Regions from separate parts of the Mus musculus genome. Here regions 1, 2, 3 and 5 are each linked to region 4. Evidence: chromatin contacts called from public Hi-C, HiChIP or PLAC-seq and promoter capture Hi-C data. All regions are on one chromosome and are shown on one strand. The core of a region is the stretch at or near the end of the contact, and the rest is flanking DNA. Distances in the headings are between cores, read along the strand shown.

Region 1 (5,264 bases), core at 2,699-5,198, 490 kb before region 4:
TCCCAGGGAGCCTGGGAGCCAGAACAGAAGCTTCAGGTTCAGTGAGAGACCCTGTGTCTCAAGAGTAAGACAGAGAATAACAGAGGGAGGCACTGGATGCCCTTCCTCATCTGGCTTCCACATGCAGCATATACACACATATACATAGATAGGCATGCATCACCAAACATACAAAATACCATGACCTTAGAGAAAGAAGGAAACAATCAATTTTGGGTTACAGAAACGAAGAGAAACAAACCACGATGACTGGCAGGGAAGCAGGGAATGTGTTTAGGAAGCATGAAAATATGGCTTGTCAGAGTTTGAGTCAGGTGCACAGAAAAGAAATAAAAATCCCAAAGCTAAGTAGAAGCCACTCAGATTCCAAATGGCTTTGCAGCTGGACTTGGAACAGACCATAACTATAAAGCCGCTGTGTGTGAAGAACACTCCTCTTGGATAAAGGAAGTAATAGAATGAGCTGTGTACAATGTGTGTTAGCAACCTTACAAAAACCCCCGAGAAAGAGTGTGAACGTTTTGAACTAGGTGGCTCCCGAGGAACAGTGGGACAAGAAAGGGCAGGTTGTTAGACTCTATGGGGACTTGATAATTGATTTGTTATCCAGAGACAATAAAGGGAACAGATTTGATAGAAGCCAGTTTTAAGAGTGAATAGCCAAAAGAATGCAACTGTCTTCAAACAATGAGACGAGTAGAGGGCCAAGCTGGACACTTTACACCGTTTAAAGGAAGGAAGACGTAAGCAAGGTATGGTCTAAACGTGTTACATGTTAAATGTGAAAAAGTAGATACAAACAACTGGCAGAAACAAACAGTACAATTATACTCCAGCCCAGAAGAGAATGAGATCTCAGTCCTTCAAAGAAAAGATAGTTCAAGAGCTGTTCATAAATTTAAAAAATTAAAAGGCTATAATAAACTTGTAAGGAATTCTTGTATTTAGAAAATAGTTAAAAGAATAGGTCCTAATAAAACTAACTACTGGTCTCAGTTAAGAGAGTAAATATGAGTTAGCTGTCTAATAAGAGTTTCAGTGTAGTACTGAACACTGAAGAGGGCTGGGAATGTAGCTCAGTGGTGCAGTGCTCACATGAGGTCACTGTGTGTGCGCACGTGTGTGTGTGTGTGTGTGTGTGTGTGTGTGTACGGGTGTGTGAAAAAGTCAATAGTGTGTGTGAATAAGTAAGGGCATTGGCACTGGGATTAGCATTGAAGAATTTCAAGATTTTGAAAAAGACTTGGAGCAAGGATTACAGAGCAATAGCAGCAGGAAAAAATGTCTAGATCTTAGCAGTTTTTTTATGAGATAAGATAAAGAAGTTCACTCTTCAATCGCCAAAGCACAGAACTATACAAGAGACTTTAACATATATCCAGCAGGATGTGGCAAATCAACTGAGGCAGTAGAGAGAAATCCGGTCTTCTTTAATAGAATCTGCTGATTTCCCATGGTGTAAATATTCCCACTGTGGCTGGTTTCAGGGTACTGGTGTGGTAAAATTCCTGAAAATTCAGCAATGATTTGCCAGTACAGATCAACTCCAGCATGCCCTGAAAACCACCTGTTTCTTGGTCTACTCTGCAATGGTGAATTTCTGTGATGGCTTTCCCCCAAATTCCGCCACTATGTAATTCTCTGGGATATCATTAAAGCAATCTGCAGAAATCTACCCTATTCTTATTATATTTGGCTTTCTCAACTGTATTGCAACTGAAAGGGATAGGATTTTGAAAGCTTCCCAGTAAACTTGTCTCCACCAAGAGCCACGAAGGGAAAGAATTACATGCTCCAAAATGCTATAGGATGGCAGCTTATAATCGCTTGCTTTATCAATATCATCTCCCCATCTGTAAAGAAATGAGGTGTTTTCATCATACTTCCGGAGGTACAAAATAGGATTACTCCTAGTGTTAGACTTTTCCTGGTAAAATCCCAGGGTAGCATAGGATATCAGGGTTAGGCAAGACACAGGGAGCTGAGAACACTGTGCATACACTGAATTCTCCTCCTCTTCTCAGAAAACCACAAGGGTTCAATCACCAAGGCTTGGTTCTACTGACTGATCCCAAAGCCTTGCCTCTAGGAACTATCATCACACTGGAGTTCTACTCAGTTCTTCTCAATGAGGATTAAATGCCAACATGTGAAGTCTCTTAGGACATTCAGACCAGACCCAAATTATGGCATCATCTAAACCCAAATGTCTTGAAGAACTTAACTCAAAACGGCAGGCAAATATCCCACGAGTCCCAATCCCATTGAGAAGTAGCAGAAATATGAGGAAAACGCCTTAAAGTTGAATGCAGACACCTAAAGGAGCAGGTTCCAGTTAGCTCTGCTTCTTGGTAGTGGCGGTTCCAAATGAAAATGGGAGTGGTCAGATCTACTCACAGGGGAGACTCTAGGATTATCATGACCACACTGGGGGAGCACCCAGCAAGAACCTAGCCTTCTTTCTGTTTGCATGGTTATCCAGCACTGCTCACGGGTCCTGCCAAAAATACCAGAGAGGTCTACCTCTGACTAGGGACTGTAACCAGTCTTGCCCTCAGTGACCTCCAGCCATCATCAGAGCCATGTCACTCTCACCGTTGTGCTATGGATTCCTGAGCCTCACAGTATCAAGACCAAAAGGGCCCACAAGTTAGAATTCTCAGAGCCAGAAAAATGTCCTGACAAATTTAATAGAAACCCAAGCTACCAGGTCCTAGTTGTACCACATGACACTCTGTATTTCATGTCAATATAACTAGGAAGTTCAACAACAGACCAAAACAGTGGCTCCACTTGTTAATTATCACTTAAACAAAACTTGAAGAGTGTAGTTTCTAGCATTTCAAAAATATTCCTCCCCTAACATCTTTCCAAAATACTTACTTTCACATTACCATAATCTATTTACCCTATGGTTATCTTTCCCATACAAATGTCTCCAAATAGCTGAAGTACAACTGTCAAAATAATTTATAAAGGAGATGTATAGTCCCGTCCATATAAAACAAGTAGCCTTTTGAGAATCAGTGAAATAACTTTCATAGTAATTTAATTTTTCCACCAAGCATTGTTCTACTCACAAGGGCATGACATATCAAAAACAAAAAAGAATAACTTACTATGTCTATGAAGAAGTTGGGTGTGGTGGTTCACACATGTGATCTCAGCACTGGACGGCTGAGGCAAAAGGATTGGGTCTCTGCAGAGTTGAAAAGCTACCCTGGTCTACAGATTTCCAGGCCAGCAAGGGCTACATAGAGTGACTCCGGTTTCCAAAAAAAACAAAACAACAACAACAACAACTTAAGGGCTTCCTTCCTGTTAGGCATCTGCCCTTCAACTTTCACAAAGTTTGCCAGGGCTAGTGAAGCCAGACCGCCGGGTCACGGGAGCGCACGCACGGGGCAGCGGGAGGTGGGACGCAAGCGCCCCAGGCGCACCGGCGGCGATCGGCTGTCCCGCGAGGCTCCGAGTCCGACGCCTTCTCCCACCCTGGCGACGCACGGCTCCCGGCGCGGAGTTCTGAGCTCCGCCGCGCTCGGGATCACCGGGACGGCCGTCAACAGCAGCCGCTTTCCCTCCCCGCAGCCCCGCGGCCCTGACCGGGCCTGTCTGCCCCGACGGGTCGAGAGAGCGGGCGCCCGCGCCTTCCCTCGGCTGGCCGCCCGGGGTCGCCAGAGCGCACGAGACCCACGTCGTCCCCCCCTTCCCGGGTGATCCTCACCCTCCACCGGCGTCTGCCGAGTCCACCTCCTCCTCCGCCGCCATCGCTTTCATCACCGCCGCCGCGCAAGCGCAGGGACACACCTCGAAGCCGGCTGACAGGCCGACTGGGCGGCCCCGGGCCGCGGCCGCCCTTAAGACCGCACCGCCCGCGCATGCGTCGTCCGCCCGCTGGGACGATCCGAGGGCGCGGCCGCGCCACCGCAGGCTCGGCGTCCCAGCGGCCCGGCCTCGCAGACACGCATGCGCTGCCCGCCTGTCGCGCGGAGGCGGGGGCACTGGTAAGGAAGGTCAGCCCGACGCCGCGGGAGCCTAGGTAGTCATCCGTCGGAATAATGACCATTAATGCGTCATTCCGCCCGTGTGGACTGCCCTGGACGGGGCGCTAGGCAAGCCGTAGGTAGCCTGGAGTGAGACCCCAGCCAGAAATAGCCTGAGTGGCAGAAGTGCGCATCCTGTGGTGCTGGACCCTCCAGCCCTTACTTTCAGGTGGTGGCCTCTAGGAACTTGCACTCCACCCTGCCAGACTCTAGACTCCGGAAGGCTGAGAGCTTATGTGTGGGTACTAGAATTACACACACACCACCACCATCACCACCACCACCATCATCATCCCCACAGACCACAGAAGAGAGGGGCGAGGGAGGGAGAGAGGGAGAGCACTTCCTAGAATCCATTCTAAAATGATAGAGGGCTGAGGGCTCATAAAAATATTCTCATGAGCTCGATATGGTGGTCCACACCCTTCAAAAACACTTGGGAGTCAGAGGCAAACACATTTCTGTGAGTTGGATTAGCCTGATTAGCCAGCCAGAGCTACACAGTGAGACCCTGTCTTTAAAATAAATAAATTTAAAGGGGAGAGGGCTCGAGGGATGGCTCAGTGGTTAAGAGTGCATACTGTCCTATAGAAGAGAATGGGTTTGTTTCCAGCATCCATGTGGAGCCCCACAACTGCTTGTAATTCCAGTTCCAGGGGAGCAACACCCTCTTCTGGCCTCAGAGCACCTTAATGTATATGGTGCACATACAGGCAAGGAGGCACACCCTCGAGTGGGATTATTTTAATAATTTTTTTCCTGGTTAAGGGACGTGAGCAAATGCGTGAAAGTGATAAAGAGTAAAGCTCAGTACAGGCAAATGAAAGTCAGCAGCTAGCAAGTAAGTCCAAGACTGCGCTTTAAAAATAGAATTCAGAACTATGGCACTCACTGTGATTAAACAAATAGAGGCATCCTGGTGTTGCATAAGGGATGTTTCCCTTGGCTGGGGGCAGGTTCCTCCGGTCAGGAGAAAGTGTATGAACTAGCCTAGCTCTTTGTGCTTGTGACAAGCTGCCTACAGCTGGAGCTGTGTTGTGCAGGGGCCATCTATGCATTAGTTCCTAGGTTCAATTCCCATCCTGCCCTCTACCCCACACTCCAAAAAATGAAATTCTGAGAATATGTAATAGGTTCTCTTAGTTCAGCCACACCTGGGTGGTACTGATGCCCGGAACTACTCAGGAGCCTGATGTAAGCTAACTGAGTCTCAAATAATTC
Region 2 (5,631 bases), core at 261-2,760, 320 kb before region 4:
CTAACAAACAAACAAAACCCTCATATTAACCAATCAGACACAGAAAGAAAGGTGCACATTTTTCTTGAAAGTAGAATCCAGCTTCTAAAAACAATTAGGAAAATAGGAGAGGTACTGAGGGCTTCTGTCTTGACCAGACAGTTTAGAGTCTTGGGAGCATCTTCAAGACCTGAAGACAGACTGACTGCATCCAGAGGAACAGTAGCAATGCAGCTCCGATAGCTGCAGGAGAGCCGTGGGCTCTGTGAGCAACACAGTCTAGTTAGTGTTCGGGGCTTGTGGGGGTTTGAATAGGTTTGGCCCTCGTAGACTCATGTGTGTGAATGCTTGGCCATAGGGAGTGCACTATGAGGAGGTGTGGCCTTGTTAGAGGAAATGTGTCACTGTGAGGCTGGCTTTGAGGTCTTATATGCTCAAGCTTCGCCCAGTGTGACAGTCCCCTCCTTGGTGCCTGTGGATCAAGATGTAGAACTCTCAGCTTCTCTTCCAGCACCAAGTCTGCCTGAACGCTGCCATGCTTCCCACAACAATGATAATGGACTGAACCTCTGAAACTGTGAGTCAGCCCCAATTACATGTTTTCCTTCTAAGAGTTGCCGAGGTCATGGTGTCTCTTCACAGCAATGAAACCCTAACTAAAAAAGGGCTTCTTTTTATGGGTCCAGGAGAGGAGGAGGAGTTGGTTGCTAAGGGGTGTATATGGGTGGGTCTCTTGTTTTGATTGACAGGCTTGTATTATGCAAGCTTTTGCTCAGTAAGCATGTCCTTCCCCATGATGCATCTGATTTTAGTCATATGAGCATCCAATCTTATGCACAGGCATAAAATATTAAATGGGGAGCAGGCTTTCCCAAAAAGTGCACTCAGAGGACACAGTTTGTCTTATTGCAAAGACACCCCAAATCAATCTACCCCCCGCCCCCCCCCCCCCACACACACACTTGCCTCTCTTATGACCAGGTAGAATCCTCTGAACACATTTGAATGGAAGTTGACCACAAAAGGGCACTTACTAAGGGTTGCTAGGGAGGGGAGAGTATGTGCTGTTGGAGCCGTCCAAGGAGGTAAAATGGCAGGGACGAATGTGGTCAAAGCACCGTGTGTGAAAAGCTAAGATGAAACCATTACTTAATTAAATGACAAAGATCGGGAAGGATGGCTGGCTTCTCACTGTGGTGACTGCAGAGATCATCAGAATTTGGTGATCCTGGTGTCACCTAAGCTCACTGTGCGTTTGTGGCATAAGAAACATCAGGACACTCCTGTTTCCCTCAGGTGGACAAAGTGGTCTGTGAAATCTCATGTAGAATAGTAAACCAGCCTCCTCTTTCAGAGGGAATCATGGGAGCCACTGGGACATGGTTAGGAGGGATAAGCCCAGACAGCTGCCCCGCCACCTCTCAGAGCCACACTTGAGGCCTGTAGGCATCAAGGTAACAGGCCTGGTGGCTGGCATAATGAGCCCGTGACTCACTGCAAGCAAGCTGTGGTTTTGATTCCAAGTGGCCTCTTGGGAGGAACTTGCTGCCGTCTGACCAGCCTGCAAGTCAGGTGCCAGGCACAGAGCTCCACCCCTTCACTCCAACCTCATGTCTGTTTTGGGGGTGCAGAGCCTGTAAAGAGGTCACTTTCTCCTCAAGGTCCTCTGCCTTCATGTACAAGCTCATCTTATTGCACCCCACTCCTCTAAGAAAGGGGAGCCTCCAAGGCAGGGTTGTGTTTAGAAGCTGGAAGCCAAAGCCTACCCAGTGGTAGCTGTCCCAGTGCATCCTGGGCCTTGACTTGGCCCACCATGTCTGGGTGGTTCCAAAATGTGGTGACCAGCTTCAGCAATCGGTTAAATATGCTCTCCTTGTCTTTCACATCTGGATAATCCACTCCACCTCTGCTCTCTGACATGCTCTGGAGGTCGTATCTGTTGTGAGGTTCTGCTTCCCAGAGTCTTGGCCTCTGGCATCAGAGCCCCTCCGTCCAGCAGCGTCTAGGCACCTTCTTTGTGAGAGTTCAGGTGGCTAAGCAACTGCTAACTTACTTTCCCATCCTTTTGCATCTGACTTTAGAAGCCTGGGTTGGGGCTATAGCTTAGCAGAAGAGCATTTGTCTGTTAGAGGCAAAGCCCTGGATCTGGTCACAGCACATCAATAGATCTGAAACTCAGTAGGCCACCCCATATGTCATCAAGTCCTCATGGGACCGACAGTGTCCAAGGAGCTCTGAGTCTCCTAGCACATGTTTTTAAGAGAGAAATGCACTGCACTGTGGTCCTTGTAAGGGATGGTTGATCAGGGTGCATATTTAAGAACAGCTCTGACTGAATCCTGAGAGCCAGGCAGCACTGGACACATCTCTCATTGTCTTCATGTCTAGCTGCATTCCCTCAAACCAGTGGCTTAACCAGCCACTCCCCCATCTCTGAGAAAGTAACATTCATGGGGATGCTGTAGTGGCAGGGCAGGCAGAGGAGGCAGGGCAGACAGAGCAGGTCCCCTGGCTTTTCCTGTTACCTCCTCCATCAGAGGCTTTGCTTTCTACCTCAGTGCAGGCTAGAACCACCTAGGGAGCTTGCAAAAGTCCACTGTCTGGGCTACACCCCAGACCAGTTAAACCAGGACTGAGGTGAGTGGTGAGTGAGTATGAACTGGGATCACTCTATCCCAGTCCAGCTCCCCTGCTCCTGGGAAGCCTCAGGGAGCCAGATGCAGTTCAACTAAACAAACCACCTTGAGACATCCTTCAGGGTCCCCGGACACCAGATAACCAGCTCCACTTAGCACAGGACTCTGCTCCAAAGGAACAGAGGCCACGAGGCTATCAGCGTGCTTCTCTCATAAGGACACTGAGCTGGCCACCTGGGGTTGCTCAGTCAAATTCCTTCAGAATGTGATTGTTGGGGGTCAAGGTGTTGGCATGGATGCTGAGAGATTTAAAGCTGGGCAACAGCTGCGTCTAGGAAGCAAGTTTCCAATGCTCCTGACAGAAGGTCCTGATGCTCTGAGGGTAGGCTTAGGGAGAGTCTGCTATGAGTGACGGAGGCCGAAGGAGCTGAGGCCACAGGATTCACCAGAACCATCCCAGGTCTGGGGAAGCGTGAACAGTCTCGGCTCCTTCTGTGTTCCCCACAGGGAAAGAGGGGCCCAGCTACAGGAAGCCAACTGCACTTTTAAAGGACTATTTGGAGCATGAGTCACAAGTTTAAAAACAAATTCCATTCTCTCTTCACTCTGCTGCTATTTTATAGGGAAAGGTCAGCTCTATTATCTTTTCCTGCCTGATGTTTATGCAGGTTTTAATTTCAGAGTCTCCAGAGCCCAGTTGATGTTTAAAGGGGTGGCTATGCTCCTCCTCTCCCCAGACTCTAGGTCAGAGTTGCTGAAGAGAAACTGGAGAGCCGGTAACCCTGGGATACCCTTCAGCTAGGACCACCCAACTCAATTAGGAATCTCCAGTGAGGGAGAACGTCCTGAAGGACCATCCATAGAGCGAGGCAAAAGTCACAATGGAGTGACCTTGGCTCAGCTGGCTAGGCCACTTAGCTCCGTTGCTCACGGACCTGCTCTAGGGCAGGCAAAGGTTAGCCAGCCATGGTACATGACATCCCCCTATCCTGCCGCAGCAGAGCAACATGGCCCCAAGACCTCAGACACCACTAGTACCTTAGGGCTATCCTGAGCCAGGCAGGCTTCAGGAGAGCCTGAGCTGACCTTGAAAAAAACAGTGACATTGAGGGATAGCCCCATGGGTACAGCAATTACAAGGTCAAATAGGGACAATGGTCACTTAGGGCACGGTCATTCTGGGAAGAAATCCCATTCACCTTGGACTCCATCCCAGAGGAAGCTTCTTCTAGAAGAGCTGTGGACTCCTGCATGTCCCGTGACTGTTTGTCTGGTCGGTCATCTGCACCATGAAGCTCCCAGTGTAGATGCATAGACACAAGGAGCAGCTTGCACCTCACAAGACTCTTGGAAGCTACCCAGTTCTCTCCCTGCCTGAAACGCCAGGGTCTGCCTAGATTCAACATATCTCTCCTCTAAATCAAGTCTTATTTCCTGTGTTACTTGTCAGTCAGGAGATAGATGCTTATACCCGACCATTCATGCTTTTAGTCATAAAGAGAGTCTAAAAGTTTCATAGTTGTTCAGGGATGTCAGCTGTCAAGGTCGTGGTGAATCTGGGCTGCAATGTTTGAGTTTCCTTGACTGGGGCAGTTTCACAGCAGTAGCCAACAGGCCTTATGGGCTGTGACAGACAAGGGTCTTACCTCAGGGAAGGTGTAACCAATGCTGGGGCTTGTTTCTGCAGGTTTGTGGACTAAGTCAAACCAACTGCACCATTCTGCTGGGGCACATCATAGCTGTGGGGCCCTGGGCAGGGATGGCCCTGAGCCAGCCTCAACTCTGGTGTCTACCTAGTGTCCCAGGCCCTTGCACAAAAATATTTCCTGATCTGGCCAACTGGTCACCCCATTCTACCTTCCCCTGCATAGATGTAGAATGGGGCTAGACTCCACAGCCACCCCTGAGTCACATGGAGGAAAACAGAGCTGGCTCTGAGGAACAGTAGGCTGAGATGCCTTACACCTCATAGATTGTCAAAGCAGAGACAAGTTCCTGTTCATGGCCTTGGAAGGGGCCTTTCTACCTGTGTGACACATGGGTCCTGAGGGGGACAACCTGGTACATGCAGGCTAGCACTGTTTGTTTTCATAGGTGAATGGTCATTATTGGAAACCCCTGCTTTAAGCTACATCCCAGATTATGTATTCAGAAGAAGCCATGCTCTCCAGTGCCTCTGGGAGACATGTCTGGGATCTGTAGGACGGGGGGAGGGAGGGACACTGGGAGCTTTCTCCAGCTCTTCCCAGGTAGGTCCCAAGGTGTTCCCCAGGGAGGATATGGGCTATGTGGGTGGCAGCACTGTCTGTGGGGCAGCAACTGAGGAAGGTGGTAGACACATCTCTGCACAGATGGACTGCCTAGGTTCACAAGGCCAAATTTTCTAGTCACTCACCTCATAGGGACATAGTAAAGACTTGGTCTTACTTTGGCGTCCTGTCTTTTCTGGGGTCCTGCCAGAGGCTTGTCAGGCCCCTGTATTCTGGGCTCACAGCAGCATTTCTACCTATAAAAATCATTCTTCCTAAGCAGGTAAGGAACCCAGGAAGTAAGCTTTGGGCAGTGGCCTAGGGGCAATCTCCTTCCTGAGGTTCCCGACCTCTGCCTGGTGTCTGCAGAACGGAGCCTCTGCTGTGCCAGTACCACCCATAGACTCTCAGGGTTCACCTGATATTCTGTATTCCCTCAACAGCAAATGAAGCTGGTGGCAGAAAACCTGAAGGAGGAGTACCAGGAAGATGGGAAGGAAGCTACCTGAGCTGCACCATGCTGGCCGTCCTGTCCCCTGTGCTGAAGGACACCTGCATCACACCTGCACAGGGAGGGGACAGCAGCCTGAACTTAGCCCTGATGCTGGGCTGTGTGAAGTGGCTAATATGCAGCAGGCACACCAAGGTCTAGCTCTGTGGGAAAAGTGGCTGAGGCTCTCTCTCAGTACCTCTTTCCCTGGTGCCTCTCACTCGGACCCTCCCAGGGCCGCACACACCCTCCAGCTGTTTCATCACTTTGCTCAGGA
Region 3 (5,093 bases), core at 154-2,653, 380 kb before region 4:
TTCTTTCTCCCCCTCCCTCCCTTCTTCCCTCCCTTCCCTTCCCTCCTCTCCTTCCCTTCCCCTTTCTCCCTCCCTCCCTCCCTTTCTCCCTTTCCCCCTCTTCCTCTCTCCCTTCCTCCCTCCCTTCCCCTCTTCCTCCCTCCCCCCTCCCTCTTTCCTTGTGCTCTTGCTCTCAGCAACAGGAGAACCTGCAGCTCCTGCTGAGCTTCCTTGTTTACATAAGGATATCTCCCACCTTCCACAGCTCCCCAGGTCTGTCTGCTTCCCTTTGCCGAATTCTTTGGCAGCTCCGACTATGGTCCCAGCTCTTGGCACCTGCCACCCATGTGTTCCTGCAGCGCTGCAGAGCAGCTGGAGTAACCAGTGATACAGGAATGCTCTGCAGAACAGCGATTTCCTGTTCAGCCTCTGCCCTCGTGCAACCAGATCTCATCACAACCCTGGCTGAGGGTCTGTTCTAGAGGAGAGGAGACAACCATTCGTCCCTCTTCAGGAGGTGGCGGCACTTCAGAGTGACCATTGCAGGGCTCATTTTTTTGAGTTTTTTACCTTGGTTTAAATGTTCTTTCAGTGTTTAAGATGTTGGTTGGGGTCTGGTCAGGCACTGCCTCAGCGGCTCATGTTTCTGTTACATCACCATGTTGGATTTGCTTTCTTTGCTGAGCCTCTGTCACTCTGTCACTCTGTCACTCTGTCACTCTGTCCCTTCAGCAGATCGATTGCTCAGTAGCTTCAGAGGGGCTTTGGCTTCTTTTGTGGACCCCAAGGTGCCATGATGCAGACAGGACCAGAAGTTAGTAGACTGGCATTATGTGTAAAATGCAGCTGCCTGTATCTGTCCCTGGCTAATAAACACTTTCCCAGGGACGGGCATACATTCAGAGTTGTAAAGATGAATTACAGCTTTCTAACATTGTTAAGTGCCAAGAGGGGCAAAGGGTCTGAGTTTTTCGTTTTACATATATTGGGTAAAAGAAAAAAAAATGAATGTTTCAACTGAAGGTGTGTGCGCCTTTGTGTGAGTATAACATACTTGCGTGTGTGTATGTGTGTGTGTGTGTGTGTGTGTGTGTTGTAAGTTGGGCTCAAGCTGAGCCTCAAAGTCAAGACTGCCTCTGACAGATCGGGCGCAGGTGGATGATGAGCTGCAAAAGATACAGACACTGCTGTCCTTAAGCCACGGGCACTCATGCCTGGGTGACCACACAGGCTTCCCTTGCTCTTTCCATATCAAAGCCTCACGCAGAAGCTAATTGGTACCATCTGTGCTGATAATGAAGTCTATGATGTGGCTACCGGTGCGAGGAACTTGCTGAAGGGGTTTCACAGTCAGGGTGAGATGGGAGCAGGGAGAGTAGTTTTGTGGAGGTTCAGTGCTAACCAGCCATAGAAAGGGAACTGAAAGAAAGAGCAGCCAGGTGCCACCCCACGCTGAGTGCGTGCTCAGTAAGATGTGTGACAGAGTGCTCACATCCCCATGTGTTAAAGTTCCCCTGAGACTGCTGGAATATTCATCCTGCCCAAAGTGGGTGCCTCCTCTTTCAGTGCTTCTGTCCTCTGCCTCTCTGCCTCTCTGTCTCTCTGTCTCACACTCACACTCACACACATACTTACATACACTACACACACACACACACACACACACACACACAGAAGCACTCAAGCATGTGTACAAATTCACAAGTGAGAATAACAGGAGGTGTTAGTTGGTCATTTTATCCTGAGAGGAAGGACAGATCCTAGGCATTCCTCCTCAGCTCTCCTGTATTGCACACATCTTAGTCAAGGTTTTTAGAGAAACTGTGCTCCTCCAGGGGAATCGGTGTGAGAGTGCACATGCATGTGTGTGAGGCACATGCATGGCATAGCACATGTGTGGCTGTCAGACAGTCACAAGTGACACTCCTCACCTTCCACCTCATTTGAGACACTCTTGTTTGCTGCTGTATACCCCACCCAGGTTTGCTGATCCGATCACTAGCTGACCTGTCTCTGCTGATAGGATTCGGGGATTACACGTGTGTGCTCCCACATCTGTCCTTAGGAGTGCTGTGGGGATTTGAACTCACATCCCCACACTTGCACAGTGGATACTTTACCCACTGAGCCAGCTCCAGCCTCTGTATTTTCATGTGGTTACCAGTAGGAAGCTTTATTGGTATCTGTCTTTTGACACCATTTCATTTTGATGTTAGTCAAAAGCATATGGAAACTAGAGAGGCATTTCCAGGGAGGAGTGTGCTTTCCGTTAATCCACGTGTGTCATCTTTGAATAGTAATGCAGTCATATGACTCAGAATTCAGAAGGCTCAAGGTCATGCATGCATTAGTGTACCAGCCACGGAGTCCCTGCTGCACAGCCCGTAAGCCCGGCTCCCTGTCAGTGCATCTGTGGGTAAAGTGCAGATAGCAAGCACAGCTAATCACAGTGGTCGCCAAGCAGGCTGCAGCGCATTTGCTTCATACTTGATTGTCTAGTAGAGATGAGAGTTTCACTGGCAGTCTCAGGGGTGTTGATGTAAAGGAATGCATATGTCAGCTGACCTGATGCTATTAAGCTTTAGAATGTACAGCCTATGGTGTTGCACAAAGCAGATCTGACCTTTTCTAAGAAGTTCTTGTACCATGAAATTGACAGGCTGAGGAAGGTGATTAGCATAGCTGCTGTCTCAAGCCTGGGCCAGTGGCACCGACAGTTTGACAAGATTGGAAAACTGAAAACTGCCTGTGGATAACAACAGACATTCTGCCTTGCTTTCACCAGCACTGGGAATGGGCTGAGGCCAGAGCCAGGGGAACATCTACTTGTGGATTTATTAGGTTAAAAAATAAGAACAAACCCTTTAGAACTGTCCGAAGACTAGCAGCTTTGGGTGGAGAATCATGTTGGGTTTTGTTTTGTTTTATTTTTTGTTTTTTGTTTTTGTTGTTGTTTCTCAGTACAACTCAGCAAGTGTTGCATTAATGAGCTCTTGGAACTTTTTTTTTTTTTTTTTGAGACAGGGTTTCTCTGTAGCCCTGGCTGTCCTGGAACTCACTTTGTAGACCAGACTGGCCTCTAACTCAGAGATCCGCCTGCCTCTGCCTCCCAAGTGCTGGGATTAAAGGCGTTCGCCACCACCCCTGCCTGGCCTGAGCTTTTGAAACTTTAAGCTTCAAGATGAAGTAACTAGGCCGTGGACCTACACTCTGACCCGCAGGCAGAGGGTGGTGATTCTTTGATCTGCCTGTCTTTCCAGCTTTTAGCCCCACCCACACTCCCTCCCTGCTGGACTTACCTCCCCCCTTGCCCAAGCTCCCTTCTTTATTTCCTTCGATAATTGAGATATTCTTTTCTTATATGAACTAGCCAGCTGCAACGCGACAGTTGCTGTCATAGCCCTCCATCTTGCTCTGTTCTTCTCAGGCCTTTGATGATAACTTGGCCTGGGAATGAGCAAAGGCATATTGAGCTGCTTTGGGCTCTGGCCCTGACCTTGCCACAGGCCATGTAGGCAGAGTGCAGAGAGTACATATCCAGTGGAATGGAGGCACGCAGGACACAGCACATAGAGTGTGGAGCGTGGATGAGCTCACAGGAGCTCCACTGTTCCCGGCCGTCCCACTGGCTCAGAGATTGCTCAGGAATCGGTCTTTCCTTCCGTCTACTCTGTCTCCTGGTGCACAGCACCTGTCTTCTCACCTATACTCAGTGAGAATGGCAAGGCAGTGATGGTTGCTGAGTTTTCTAACTCCTGGGTAGAAGTTGAAGTTTAAATGCTGTGTTAGAATGAGGGCAAGGAGAGGCAGCTGAGTTTTTTCCCTCTAGGGTCTGCTGATCTGTGCTGAAACTGGGTGCAGCTCTGGCACTCTGACCTCTCCTGATCGTGATGCCATTCTTGTCCTTGTTGCCAAGGCACAGGTGTCTTGGGGCTGGCAACGAATTGACAGGGTATGGACAGGGCCACATTCATGGTGACTCTTGGGAACATTTCTGTTTACTGGGTGAAACATCACCAGACTTGGACAGCTGTCGACTCCTTCATTATGTTTGAATTACCATGGAAACGACAAAATTGTGAGATCACACGTTATATTTTTATTTTTGAGACCTGCTATATATATTTATACAAATTAGAAAGCAGAGATATACAGTAACTTTCATTTCTTATTTTAAAATATTAATGTAAGGGCTGAAGAGATGGCTCAGTGGTTAAGAGCACTGACTGCTCATCCAGAGATCCTGAGTTCAAATCCCAGCAACCACATGGTGGCTCACAACCATCCATAATGAAATCTGACGCCTTCTTCTGGAGTGTCTGAAGGCAGTTACAATGTACTTACATATAATTAATAAATAAATCTTTTTAAAAAATATTAATGTAAGATGAAGCTTTTAGCATGCACATCAAAAGATAAGTGTATCTAAGCCACGAAAGGCCCGTCTCACCTTCATTATCATTAAGCAACATTTTAGGCTATGCTAACCTATAAACTAATATTAAGATGATGGGTGTCTTGCTGTATTCTTGGAATAAAATAAACCATGACTTGGAATTTAAAGAAGTTAAGACCAGGCCTGGCAGCTTGCACACTACTGCTGATCCCAGGAGACAGGAAGCTGAGGCTGAGTCTTGTGAGAGAAAGGCTAGCTCAGTCTAGATAGCTCCAGGTCAGCCTGGGCTGCACAGTGAGTACCTGTCTCAGAGAAAAAGAAAGTAAGTTGAAACAGCTTGTTCAGGCTGGAGAGATGGCTCAGTGGTTAAGAGCACTGACTGCTCTTCCAGGGGTCCTGAGTTCAACTCCCAGCAACCACATGGTGGCTCACAACCATCTGCAATGGGCTCTGATGCCCTCTTCTGGTGTGTCTGAAGAGAGCAATGGTGTACTCATATACATTAAATAAATAAATAAATAAATCACTTAAAGAAACAGCTTGTTCAATGTAGGGATTTAGTTTGCTGTAGATGTTGGTTCTTGGGAATCTGTCATCTTGGTTTTTTCTTCAAAATACTGGAATATGGTGGGTATAATCATACGTTAGAATGCCTATATTGTGACTACAGACATGTATGTGTGTGTGTGTGTGTGTGTGTGAGAGAGAGAGAGAGAGA
Region 4 (5,598 bases), core at 852-3,351:
ATGAAGTTCCTGGAACAGAATCAGGAATCCATACAGTGGAAAACGTAGAGTGACTCAATGACAGGTCAGATGCCAGAGCAAGGTCCTCCTGTTTTAGTTTTACCACACAGTCTTGCTGGCTTCAAACTTGCAATTCTCTTCAGACTACCAAGTTCTGGGGCTGTAAGTGTCACTACGCCCAGCACTACCTCTTGTCCTATGACTCAGGTGAGGAAGTTCCATCATTCTTTGGTCTAGTGTGTTTGCTAAGCTTGTGGGCCTGGTTTCTCTGATATGGTTTTGGTATGTCCAAGTGTTCTGATTTAATCTGATGACTTCATAAGACGGTGCTTTTTCATTGGTGTATATACATCCATGTCTTGTGGTCTGTGCAGCACAGTTGAATGTTCTTTGTGATAAGCTGTATGTCCAACATCTGGTGGTTATCTACTTACCCAGGTAAGCATCCTGCCTTAGCAAGAGATTTTAGAAATTGAACAAAGTGTTGGTGTAGAAAACAGTTACTCCAGGCAAGGCTCAGTCAGCCTCAGCAGAAACTCAGAGCAGGGCACTGCCGATCTCCTATGGAACATGCTTTCTCTAGTCAGGTCTTTCTTCGTTTACCACCACTGACTCCTGCTCAGCAAAGCTGTGTTTAGCACACCCATACAAAGAACATACTTTCAAAGACACAAAGCTGCCACATATCCAAGGTATGGAAAGCTTTATTTCATTTTTGTTCTTTGAACCAGGGCTTCTCTGTGTAGTCCTGGCTGTCCTGGAACTTGTACTGTAGACAAGGAAGGACTTGAACTCTGAGATCCACCTGCCTCCCTCCTAAATACTAGGATTAAAGGTGTGCACCACCATAAAAGTTTTATTTTAAAAATATGTGTATCTTGCCTGCATGTATACATGTATGTGCATCATATATACATGCCTGGTGCCTGAAGCAGTCAAAAGAGGGTTTGAGTTCCACTGAGTTGGGATGGTTGGGAGCCTCACGTTGAGTGTCAGGAACTGAACCTGGATCCTCTTGTAAGAAGAGTAACAAGTGCCTTTAAATCACTGGGACAACTCTCCAGCCACAGGCATAGAGTTTTATCATGTATAACATGGAATGTTTCCTACATATGACTTAACTCAAATAATTTTTAACCTGTGTTTGATCCTTGGAACCTGTGGGCAAAGGAAACAACAGGTCCCTTCATGTTGTCCTCTGCTCTCCACACATTTGCCATAGCACATGTGCCCCTCCCCACAATAAATAAAATGGTAATACAAAATTTTAATATTCAGTCATGACACCTGTTATGTAGTTATTGGAAGGTGGCTCATAAGACTACACCAGCCTTCAGGAAATTCAAGAAACGTATTGAGGGCCCAACAAGATGGTTCACTGGGTAAAGGCCACCAAATCCCACAATCAGAGTTCTAGCCCCAGGGTCCAGACATTAGGAGGTGACTGGTGAAGGTTGTCCTCTGACCTCAGCAAATGTTCACACAAGTAAATGTAATAAAATTAGTTTACAAAGAAAAGAAACATTGAGGTATGGGGAAGTTAGAAAGTTAGCCGATTCACTGTGGTTCCTCTTGCCAGTTTATATAATCGGTGCACAAAGGGGGAAGAAGCCCTCTGCAGAGCTGCCTCTGGCGGGGCAAGGGGTGGGCAGGGTAGACAAGACGGAATCCTTTCTCTTGTCCGTGGTTGGTGCTCTATTCGGGGTGAGGAGACAATTGTTCCTCTCCCTGAAGTCACTCAAAGTTGAGTACCTACCAGTAGCCTACCTCTCTCAGAGGCCGCCATGTTCTGCTACGCTGAGAGTCTTGGACAGACACGTCCCATAGTGGGGCTGTCGGTGTCTGCCATCCCCGGAGCCCACACGAAGCCCCGCCCCGGAAGCTGCCTGCCCCATCAGACTCCTCCCCAGGCATGTGTGAGGTCACTGCTCTCCGGCCACCACCAGCTCCGGGGAGGGACCCAAAGGCGCCCCGACGGCGCATGCTCCCGCTCGGGCGGGCCGCTCGGCTCACCTAAGCCGGTCTAGCCTGCGTGCGTGGCGTTCGCGGAGCCCAGCGAACCGGTCGCGAGAACCTCGAGGCAATTGGGGTTGGGAGGCAGCGGCCGCCAGGCGGCACCGCGCCAGCACTGCCGCCCAGGCCTCACGTCTGACACGAACAGCGCGCGCCGCCACGAACCGGGCCGGCCCCCCAGCCAATGGGCGCCGCGCTACAAGTGACCACGCCCACCGCCCCTCGCACGTAAAGGGAGTCTCTGGCCCGGCCTCGCCGGCTGCTGGCTTCTGATTGGCTGGGGCGAGCAGTGGCCGCAGCAGGCGAAGCCGGTGTTCTCGCACTCGGGTGGCGGCCAGAAACCGGCAGGACTGGAAGGGACCCCGCGTCTCGGTGAGTGAAGCGGGAGCCGGGCGGGAGGCGAGGGCTGCGGGGCGGGGGGTCCCTCGGGTGGGCGGAGGACTTGGGGTCCCCGTCGGCCAGTGCATGTGGAGCCGGAGGAAGGAGGCCGGAGCTTCTGGAGCGGATCGTGGCCGAGGGAACGAGAGTCGCGGAGGAGGCAACGATGGCAAACGGGGACCGGGCTGGTGCCAGCTTCGGGGATCCCGGGAGCAGTGGGAGGAGAGGGAGAGGGAGCGCGATCGCACGGGTCTAGGAGTCTGGACAAGGTCACAAGAAGGTGGGAGGTGAGGCAGGGCGCAGCGCTCGGGCACCTCGGCCTGGCCTTCCCGGGCGCCACCCGGGGTTTGCGCAGACCTTACGTGACCCTGTGTCACCGGATGGAGGAGGGAAGGCTGTGGCGGAATGCGAATGCCCCTGACAAGGGAACGGGGTGCAGAGATCACAAAAGCACGACTAAGGTTCAGGTGTGCCAGCCGTCCGGGTGACTCGATTCTGTTCTCTGCTTCCCTCGTTTATTCCTGGGGTGGAAAGCAGTCCTCTCTTTGAGGGGGTGATCCCTACCCGGGAATCTGCTTCCCGGACTACTGAGGCCCCCTGCAAATTGACAGTTTGGATGCAAATTCTTGACAGGTTCAAAAGGTTCTCGGTGCTCCTGGAATGTGCTAGAAGGTCTTCTCTGCACAGTATAACTTGAAAGGGCTTCTTAAGATACAAATCCTAGTGTTGTGCCCCTGGCCGTTTGAATCACAATCTCAGAGAAGCCATTTTGCACAAGCTGACAGGTAACTTAGGCAAAATCAGAATTTAAAATTTACTATTTTAGGTAATAGTTCTTAGGACCAAAGGGACATGCTGGGAAGAGTCTTCAGCTGTTATATCACCTGATGCCCAACCATTTTCTTATTTACCTCTTCTAGGTTGCCATGCCTTTGGAAAAGTGTGTCAGTAGTTATGCCTGGCCTTACAGAATAATGTGCTCAGCAAACTAAGTTTGAATATCTGGTTATTGCTGACTTAAAAATAAAAATATGTTCTACTTTCTGACAGATATAGGTCAGTCATTGGGTGAGTGAGATAATAAAAAAAAATCTAGTGGGAAAAAATCTTTTTAACTTGGAATTGAAATTGTTAGATAATTTAACTGAAGAGAGAATAGCCCATTTAACTATAGGTGTAATGTACACAGTTTTTACAGTTCAAAGACAGTATGAATTTTTATATTTTCAGTTCAGATTTACACCTGTAACATAAAAATGTTCATTTAACAATAAATAAATTGTCAAACAAAACTGTGGACTGTATGTGGGGAGTCAGATTGTAATCCTACCTTCCAGAAATATATTCCTGGTGTGGAACAATCCACATGACCCTTATATTATGGTCATATAATTCAAACTCATTTATCCACCTGTAAAATAAGGATATTGATCATCATCTCTTACTTAATTTCTTACACTTAAGTTATGATTTGAGCTTATTGACCGTGAGTTTTAAAGCATGTCCTTTCCTTTTCACCTAAGTGGCTATATTTCATAAATACTACCACCACTACCACCTCTTCCTTCTCTTCTTCTTCCTCCTCCTCTTCCAGCATGGTTTTGCTGTGTAGCCCAGGCTAGCTTCAAACTTGAGATCTCCTGCTTCCCGTAGTCTGATACTGACATTACATGCAATTTCCACCACAGCACACTCTTCAGTTTCCTCATCTTTTTGTAGCCCTTTCTGGTAGCCAAATGCATATATAATTGGTACAAATTCGTACCTTTGCATTGGAGTAAATGCCTTATCCACTGGGTCATATAATTACAGTTCTATCCATGTGGCTTTCTTTGTGCTCCAGACTCATCTTCAGCTTCTTGCCTGACATCTGCCCTGTCATGCCTGATGGGCGTCTTTTGTAAATTTGATTTCATTATTTTTGTTGTTGTCTTGAGACAGAGTGTTGCTTTGCAGCCTAGGCTAGCTTTGCACTCCTGATCCTCTCCCCTCTTGAGGGCTGAAATTATAGGCACATATCACCACTCTGGCTATCATTAGTCCCCTAAAAGAAATAATGGCTACATGATGCGCCCCAATTCTTAACCGCATTATGAAATTAACAACATTCTGAAAGTGAGGTCAAATGCCCCACCCATTCCAGCTTGATAATCTATATCACATACTCGTGATGAAGGGAAGGGATGGGTGTCTTCTGTTCTTTTATATACAGTAAAGAAATAGTTCTCTCTCCCTCCCCCTCCCCCTCCCCCTTTTGCTCCATGAACCCACTGGACAATACACATAACCACCTAGGAAATGGGGAAAAGATGCCAGCCATGGTTTGTTTCCTTATTTATGGTGTGTTTGTTGACAATGCTGGGGATCTAACCTGTGACCTCAAGCAAGCTTAGCAAGTGCTCTGTCACTGAGCTGTGTCCCCAGCACAATAGAGGTGCCTCTCTCATGATGAGTTCAGGAGGCATAAACACAAAGGGAGATTTGTTTTGTTTTATATTTTCGAGATAGAGTCCCTCTATTATGTAGCTCTGGCTGTCCTGGAACACAGAGATCCATCTGCCTCTACCTCTTGAGTGCTGGGATTAAAGATGTGTATTACCCTCCCCAACCACAAAGGGATGTTTTTAAAGTAGATTGTAGTCTGATAATTTTTGTCACTTGTAACTTCAAGGAATCAAGACCCACTCAGGATATTTTCTCATTTTCATAGATGCTGTGTAAGAACAATAAAAGGAAATGGGCATAGGTGTGTGCAGCTTGGTGGTCTCACATTGCCTGATCAAACTCTGAAAGTACTCTACTCACTATGTGCAGGCCATGGGGATGTATGCAAGAGGGCAGGTCTGCACCCCAGCTTCAGGAACTCACACAGGTGTTTGTCAGTGTTCTGTAGGAGGGCGTAACCAAAGAGGACCTCCCAGAGGAGGCCAATTCAGGCACAGACCTGCAAAACCAAGAGTTAACTGGGGAAAATTGAAGTAGAGAGGCAAAGGGGAGCTGTTGCGACAGAGCACTCAGCTCTGTAAATGCTTTGAGCTGGCCTGGAACTCAAGATCCTTCTCCTTCAGACTCTGAGTGCTGGTTTTACAGCCATGTGCACCGCACCTAGTCAGTATTTGTTTTATTTTGTAAATGTAATCACATCCTGAACCTTGAGCTTACCAAGCTTTGTATGTACAAAGCTTAGTAAGATGTAATGTGTTAGGA
Region 5 (5,431 bases), core at 1,922-4,421, 290 kb before region 4:
CTGCATCTGCATTCCTAGGGAGCTACTGTGAGATAAGATGGTGAACACCACAATCTTGTTAAGTGTCGAGAGGCACTGAACTGCCCTGCCTTACTCAGCAACAGCAGGCACTGTCCCAGGCAGAGCAGAGGCATTTGACCTTACAAGAGTCTCATTTCTCTGAGGAAAGCCAGAGCTAAGTTCCCAGAGGCACAAAGGCAACAGGAGGAATTAAAAACAAAACAAAACAAAGACTGGGGATGGTGGGGAAAATAGCAAGGAAGGCTTCAGGGTAACAAGGCATAAAGCTGAGGACTTCGGAACCTAAGTCTTCATGGTTTGAACACGTAGCTCCTAGCAAGTGGTGCCATTTCCCAGGGTGCAGAGCTTTTGGGAGGGGGGGCTGGAAAGTACAGGTAGGTAACTAGGCATGGCCTTTATGATAATGGACTGAAAATTCATAGACCATTCGTTAGGAATTTTGGTCACAACAATTCAAAATATAATAGTGACATTGGTACCATTAGTGTGGTGATGGTGTGATACACCTGGACATGAGACTTCAGTATTAGAAACTGGTTTGTGGGAGAACAGAGATGAGTTTGGAGGCCCAAGATAGGTAAGGCCTAGAGTGCTATAATCTCTGTTAGGTGGGCTGTTCTGGTCAGAATTCAGAGGGCTAAGACAGCAAACACGAACAGCAATGACTGTACCCAACAGGCAGGCTCGCTGCTGCTGCTTTCAGCCAGCTTCACCCGGAACATCAGAAGCAAACATGCGGGATTTGAAAACATGAAATGGAGCATGGTCACAGTGAAGACTACAGAAAGAAACACCAGTGAGCTACAGCTGGTACAGAGGAGCTGCGGTAGCACTAGACCCAGAGAGGGCTCCAGGCTGTAAAAATGCAAAAGCACTTTAAAACACTCATTTAAAAAGACAGCATCATAGGGACACCCTAAGCAAGCAGTAGTGTGTTTCCCATGGTCAGTCATGTGGGCACTTAGAGGCTGCTGTAGTAGGGGTGCAAGGTCACCCAGATAGTTCTGGAGCTGGCAGGAAGAACTCAGTACTGTCTATGTGACAGTCAAGCAAGGCAGGAAGCTGGAGGCAGGAGCCGATGCAGAGGCCATGGAGGGGGAGCTGCTTACTGGCTTGCTCCCCATGGCTTGCTTCAGTCTGCTTTTGAGTGCTGGTTACTAAAGGTTCTTTCCTGCTCCAAATAAATGCTTACTTAGTAAATATATATATATATATATATATATAAATACTTTCAATTTGTAGAACCCTTGACCATCAGTCCAGGGTTTGCCTCATCCACAATGGGCTGGGCCCTCCCCACCATCAGTAACTAAGAAAATGCCCTAAAAGCTTGCCTACAGCCCAATCTTACGGAGGTTATTTTCTTAATTGAAGTTCTCTCCTCTCGGATGACTTTAACTTATGTCAAGCTGACTTAAAACTAGCACAGAGCCCTGAGTGTTGCAAATGGCAGGGCCACAGGAAGGAACTCATGATGTCAGAGTACACTCTAGCCACTGGCCATGGAACGATCAGAGTTGATTTGCTTGCTGGGTTTCATTCTTTGGTCCAGTCTTTCCTGTTCTCCTATTCCAACCTTTTAGAAGGGGCGTGTTCACTCTGTACCTCTGCATAATGAAAATAGTTACATAAGGGTTACAGCTAAGAGACATTAGTCTCAAACAGACTTTGAATGTTGACCCTCAGAACAGTGTAGGGACTGGTATGACTATGGAGATGAAACACATTTTACATAGAGATGGCCATGAGCCTCTGAGACCAGGAGCAGTATGTTAAGACTAAAGTCTGGACTGCTCCCCACTGGCTAATGTTCTGGGCACCTGATCCTCAGCCTGAGGTGCCATTTGGAAGGCTGTGGCATCTTTAGGTTAAACCTGGAAAAAGCAAGCGAGCAGGAACTGGCCTTTGAGGGTTACACCTGGCCTTGCTTACACTCTGTTACTGACCTCCACCACCGTGAGCGGCTCTGCCATACACTCCCACCAGAGAATTGCTAGGTCATACCTTCCCTGCTATGATCTAATGAAATGCTCATTACCTAACCTCTCATAACCTAAGACAATCTTCCCTCACCTAAGTTGCTTCTTTCAGGTCCTAATGAAGGTCCCCAGGAGCAGACGTCTGATATGAAGGCCAGTAAGGGTGAAAGCAGAATTACCTCTCATAAGTTGGAGAGGGAGGTGACATTATCTTAATAAAAATTCATCTTAATACTATTCTATTTTTCCATGAAAAGTTTTAATACAATACAACTATAAGCTCCTGAGCCTGAGGTGGTAGTAGTGCTACCATCGCAGGCCAGGCTGGAGAAACATGGATACAGAGAAGAAACACCACATTACCTTCATTTTAAAAACACAATAGTGAGATTGTGTGCAGATATGCTAACAAACAAAAAGCATCCAAAACCCAAGCGTGGTAATGCTACTACTTCAAGTGACATTTTGATTTCAGACCCAACTATAAAGGCTCTTGGTTGACAAAAAAAAAAAAAAAAAAAAAAAAAAGAAAAAAAGAAAAATAAATGCTTACTTAGTAAAAAAAAAATATATATATATATATATATCTTTCAATTTGTGGTAACACAGGAAGAAGAGGATAAATCTGAAGTTTGATTTTATAGAGGATGGGAGTCACTGGTAGTTCTCAGGAGAACTAGAAATACAATTCCCAAATCAGTCCAGCAGCTTCCCACACTGGCACATGGTAGGATTATCAATCATAATACAGTCGAATGGTGCTGATTCTCAGGCTGATGTAGTAGAGTTTATATTAGAAAGTCCTCTTAGGAAGGCTATCAAAAGATAAAAATGAAAACAAGACGGAAAAAGAACATGCCAATTAAAAAATAACTTCTAATAGGAATTATCCAAAATAAAAATGAGAAAGAAATAAAATGGGAAGAATGAGAGGTTTCTGACAGAAACCTCTACTAGTTTTCCTCAAACTTTCTTTTAACAGAACTAGTCAGGAGTCAATAAGTAAACAGAACCAGAAAGCTTTAGAGTCACTGCTGATGAAGCAGCGCTGCACACAACACCTCCTATTCCTGTACACACCTTTATTCAAATGGCACTTACTAGCAACCAACACTCGACCTGTGCAAAGACACCCGGGACTCTCCGCAGAAGTGTGAGGACCCTGGGAACCTACACAAATCTGCCCCTTGTTTCCTGTGTGGTAAGTCTGACACTTGACTGCCTGTGGTTTCCCACACTGAACTCCATTTACCCAGCAAGAGGTACTGGTCCGAATCCAAAATTACCTGGAGCCCTGGCTACTAGAGGTTCTTTCCTGCTCCAAACAAGGTTTGTGGTTAGTCCTGAGGGTAGGAAAGCTAGCACAAAATGAACCACCAGGTTCTTTCAACAGATTGCTAACAGTGAAGCTGGGCCACGGCTGTGCTCAGGGGTAGGGTGCTTGCCAGGTCTGACCAAAGCCCTGGGTTCGATTCCTAGCAGCACAAAACGGCAAACCCAGAGCAAAGCAGAAGAGGGTAGAGGAACCTAGCTAGATGAGCCTCTCACACATGCAGCAAGCTGTCTCTAGCACCCTCTGTTTCACTATTCTCTATTTTGAAGCATGGTTTCAGGGGGAAGCAGTCCTTCCTTAGCAAAGCCAGGAGGAGTGGATCACCATGGAGGTCTCCACACTTCCTTTCCAGCAAGACTTGAGAGAATCAAAATGTTCCATGCAACTAAAAATCAATGCCCCCCGAACTAAGCTAAAAAATTTGTCCCAAATTGTCCCCACCTGTGGCCCAGTCTCATCAATGGCACTTCTACACTTTATCTAATTTTAGGAAACAGCACTGCCCATTTACTCAACAGGTTCTTTGACTCCCTAGTCTAGGACCCAATTCTACCGTGTGCTTTAACTTTCCAAGCGCTCCCCTACAACTCTCATCTTCTTTTCAAGCTCCTTCACATCACCCTCCAGCCTAGAGACCTAGGACCCGGAAATCACAGCTGTAGGTGGTCATTACTTTTTCACCATTGTGCAGAGGTCTGTGGACGCAGACCACATTCCCTGGACCCAGCTGAGCCTGCTACTGCGGGAACCTGAGACCATGCAGAGCACAGTTCTCTGTAAACACTGTGCAAATAGCAGCTCCAGACTGCAAGGGCAGGCAGTGCTTATTCCTATCTTAAAAAATAAAAAAACAAACAAACAAACAAAAAAACAAAGCCAAGAGGAGGAGGCCTCTAAGAACTGTGAGGCAGAACGCAGAGGGTGATCAGTGATCACCAGTTGCAGTTTGCTTTAGTCAGCTCTTTACCACCTTGTGCAAACTTGTTTGCTCAAGTCAAAATAGGGAAAAAGTTCAAGAACCCAAAGAGTTATCAGTCACACTGTGAGCTTGCACATCCACACACATCCACACTGTGAGCTTGCACGCACGCACACACACACACACACACACACACACACACATCCACAGCCACACTATGAACTTGTACACAAACATCCACACTGTGAGCTTGTACACACACATCCACACTGTGAGCTTGCACACACCCATACACACATCCATAGCCACACTGTGAGTTTGCACACACACACATCTATCCAGGCAGACAATAGACACTAACTCAGCATTCCTTCACATCCCACTTTAAAAACCTAGTGCCAATCTAGAAACGGCTTTCATAAATGAAGAAAGTAAGATAGTCAAGATAAGCGAAACAAAACAAAACCACAGGCTACTTCTTTAGCATGGCTTCATGAGAAGAACATGCATGCATGGCAGGGCAAGAACCACCTTAGCCAACTTATCTCGCTTCCGTAAGCCTAATTTTTCTTCTATCACTTCTCTGGTAATTTCTTGGTGATATCAACTGCTTCTGGGTACAGAGCATCTTGCTCCCTCTCTCCCTCTCCGCGTGTGTGTGTGTGTGTGTGTGTGTGTGTGTGTGTGTGTGTGTGTGTGTGTGCCACAGGAACGAGAATGAAGGGAGAAAGAAGGAGACCTCAAAATAGTCTTGTATTCTTGGAGAGAGGGAGCCTTCACTTGTAATGGTGCAATCTGTGGGGTTCCCTCAAGGGACTCACAGGTCAATCTCTCCATAATGAGAGTAATAAAAATTCAATCTTTTCCTTCCTTTCTTTCCACCCCTCCCTTCTTTTGTTTTTTTCAAGACAGTTTCTCTGTGTAGCTCCAGCTATCCCGAAACTCCCTCGGTAGAGCAGGCTGGCCTTGAACTTAGGAGATCTGCCAACCTTGGCCTCCCAACTGCTGGAATTAGAGTCATGCGCCAGCACTGCCTGGTGGATGACTTCTATTTTCAATACAAGTAATTGCTTCAAAGATTATGAACACTCAGTAAACCCAGGTATGTTCCACAAAAATCTATAGCTGACATAAAACATTTCTTTTTAAAACTAGGATTACTGACCATCTTTGTATGTA

What was found. Promoter capture Hi-C pulls out the DNA fragments that hold promoters and counts their contacts. Hi-C and Micro-C count contacts between places; a contact is called where the count stands out from the background. HiChIP or PLAC-seq counts read pairs in DNA pulled down with a chosen protein or histone mark.
Region 1: a contact with region 4 is called in a Hi-C map of regulatory T cells, with 3 times the contacts expected there. The contact joins the promoter of Abhd5 here to the promoter of Higd1a in region 4. A contact is called at or near these places in 4 of 39 promoter capture datasets (the C10 cell line, hippocampal neurons and liver), 3 of 484 Hi-C or Micro-C datasets (embryonic stem cells, erythroblasts and regulatory T cells), 6 of 115 datasets of contacts at active chromatin or transcription factors (bone marrow-derived macrophages, embryonic stem cells, extraembryonic endoderm stem cells and 2 more) and 3 of 9 other capture datasets (adipose tissue, liver and macrophages).
Region 2: a contact with region 4 is called in an H3K4me3 HiChIP or PLAC-seq map of the 230-238 cell line, with 5 times the contacts expected there. The contact joins the enhancer-like site here to the promoter of Higd1a in region 4. A contact is called at or near these places in 7 of 39 promoter capture datasets (the 3T3-L1 cell line, the C10 cell line, the HPC-7 cell line and 3 more), 2 of 15 datasets of contacts at CTCF or cohesin (large pre-B cells and pro-B cells), 9 of 484 Hi-C or Micro-C datasets (B cells, the C10 cell line, CD4 T cells and 6 more), 7 of 115 datasets of contacts at active chromatin or transcription factors (the 230-238 cell line, embryonic stem cells, large pre-B cells and 2 more) and 3 of 9 other capture datasets (adipose tissue, embryonic stem cells and liver).
Region 3: an H3K4me3 HiChIP or PLAC-seq map of the 230-238 cell line shows a contact between it and region 4, with 3 times the contacts expected there. The contact joins the enhancer-like site here to the promoter of Higd1a in region 4. A contact is called at or near these places in 5 of 39 promoter capture datasets (the 3T3-L1 cell line, the C10 cell line, hippocampal neurons and 2 more), 8 of 115 datasets of contacts at active chromatin or transcription factors (the 230-238 cell line, bone marrow-derived macrophages, embryonic stem cells and 3 more) and 1 of 9 other capture datasets (adipose tissue).
Region 5: a contact with region 4 is called in a promoter capture Hi-C map of the C10 cell line, with 2.1 times the contacts expected there. The contact joins the enhancer-like site here to the promoter of Higd1a in region 4. A contact is called at or near these places in 2 of 39 promoter capture datasets (the C10 cell line and hippocampal neurons), 1 of 115 datasets of contacts at active chromatin or transcription factors (embryonic stem cells) and 3 of 9 other capture datasets (adipose tissue, liver and pancreatic islet).

The regions. Positions count from the first base shown.
Region 1 is chr9:122,350,300-122,355,563 of GRCm38.p6, reverse strand. Abhd5 (abhydrolase domain containing 5) reads right to left here and starts at 3,948. Exons shown (of 7, transcript NM_026179.2): 1 at 3,725-3,948. The coding sequence starts at 3,777.
Region 2 is chr9:122,176,155-122,181,785 of GRCm38.p6, reverse strand. Ano10 (anoctamin 10) reads left to right here. Exons shown (of 13, transcript NM_133979.3): 13 at 5,308-5,631. The coding sequence ends at 5,373. Among named protein-coding and RNA genes, the nearest start is that of Snrk, 62 kb to the right of the region's middle. Within about 2 kb of position 1,510, at least 24 of the 459 cell types and tissues checked have an H3K27ac peak or open chromatin away from gene starts, as enhancers often do. A contact at or near this core is called in the 230-238 cell line and the HPC-7 cell line, where this site is marked.
Region 3 is chr9:122,238,316-122,243,408 of GRCm38.p6, reverse strand. The region is part of intron 11 of Ano10 (anoctamin 10); the gene reads left to right. Among named protein-coding and RNA genes, the nearest start is that of Mir8106, 33 kb to the left of the region's middle. Within about 2 kb of position 1,403, at least 53 of the 459 cell types and tissues checked have an H3K27ac peak or open chromatin away from gene starts, as enhancers often do. A contact at or near this core is called in the 230-238 cell line, where this site is marked.
Region 4 is chr9:121,854,299-121,859,896 of GRCm38.p6, reverse strand. Higd1a (HIG1 domain family, member 1A) reads left to right here and starts at 2,101. Exons shown (of 4, transcript NM_019814.5): 1 at 2,101-2,385. It overlaps Gm47112 (predicted gene, 47112), which reads right to left and starts at 2,150. Exons shown (of 1, transcript NR_168944.1): 1 at 689-2,150.
Region 5 is chr9:122,148,366-122,153,796 of GRCm38.p6, reverse strand. All of the region lies in intron 4 of Snrk (SNF related kinase), which reads right to left. Among named protein-coding and RNA genes, the nearest start is that of Snrk, 34 kb to the right of the region's middle. Within about 2 kb of position 3,171, at least 27 of the 459 cell types and tissues checked have an H3K27ac peak or open chromatin away from gene starts, as enhancers often do.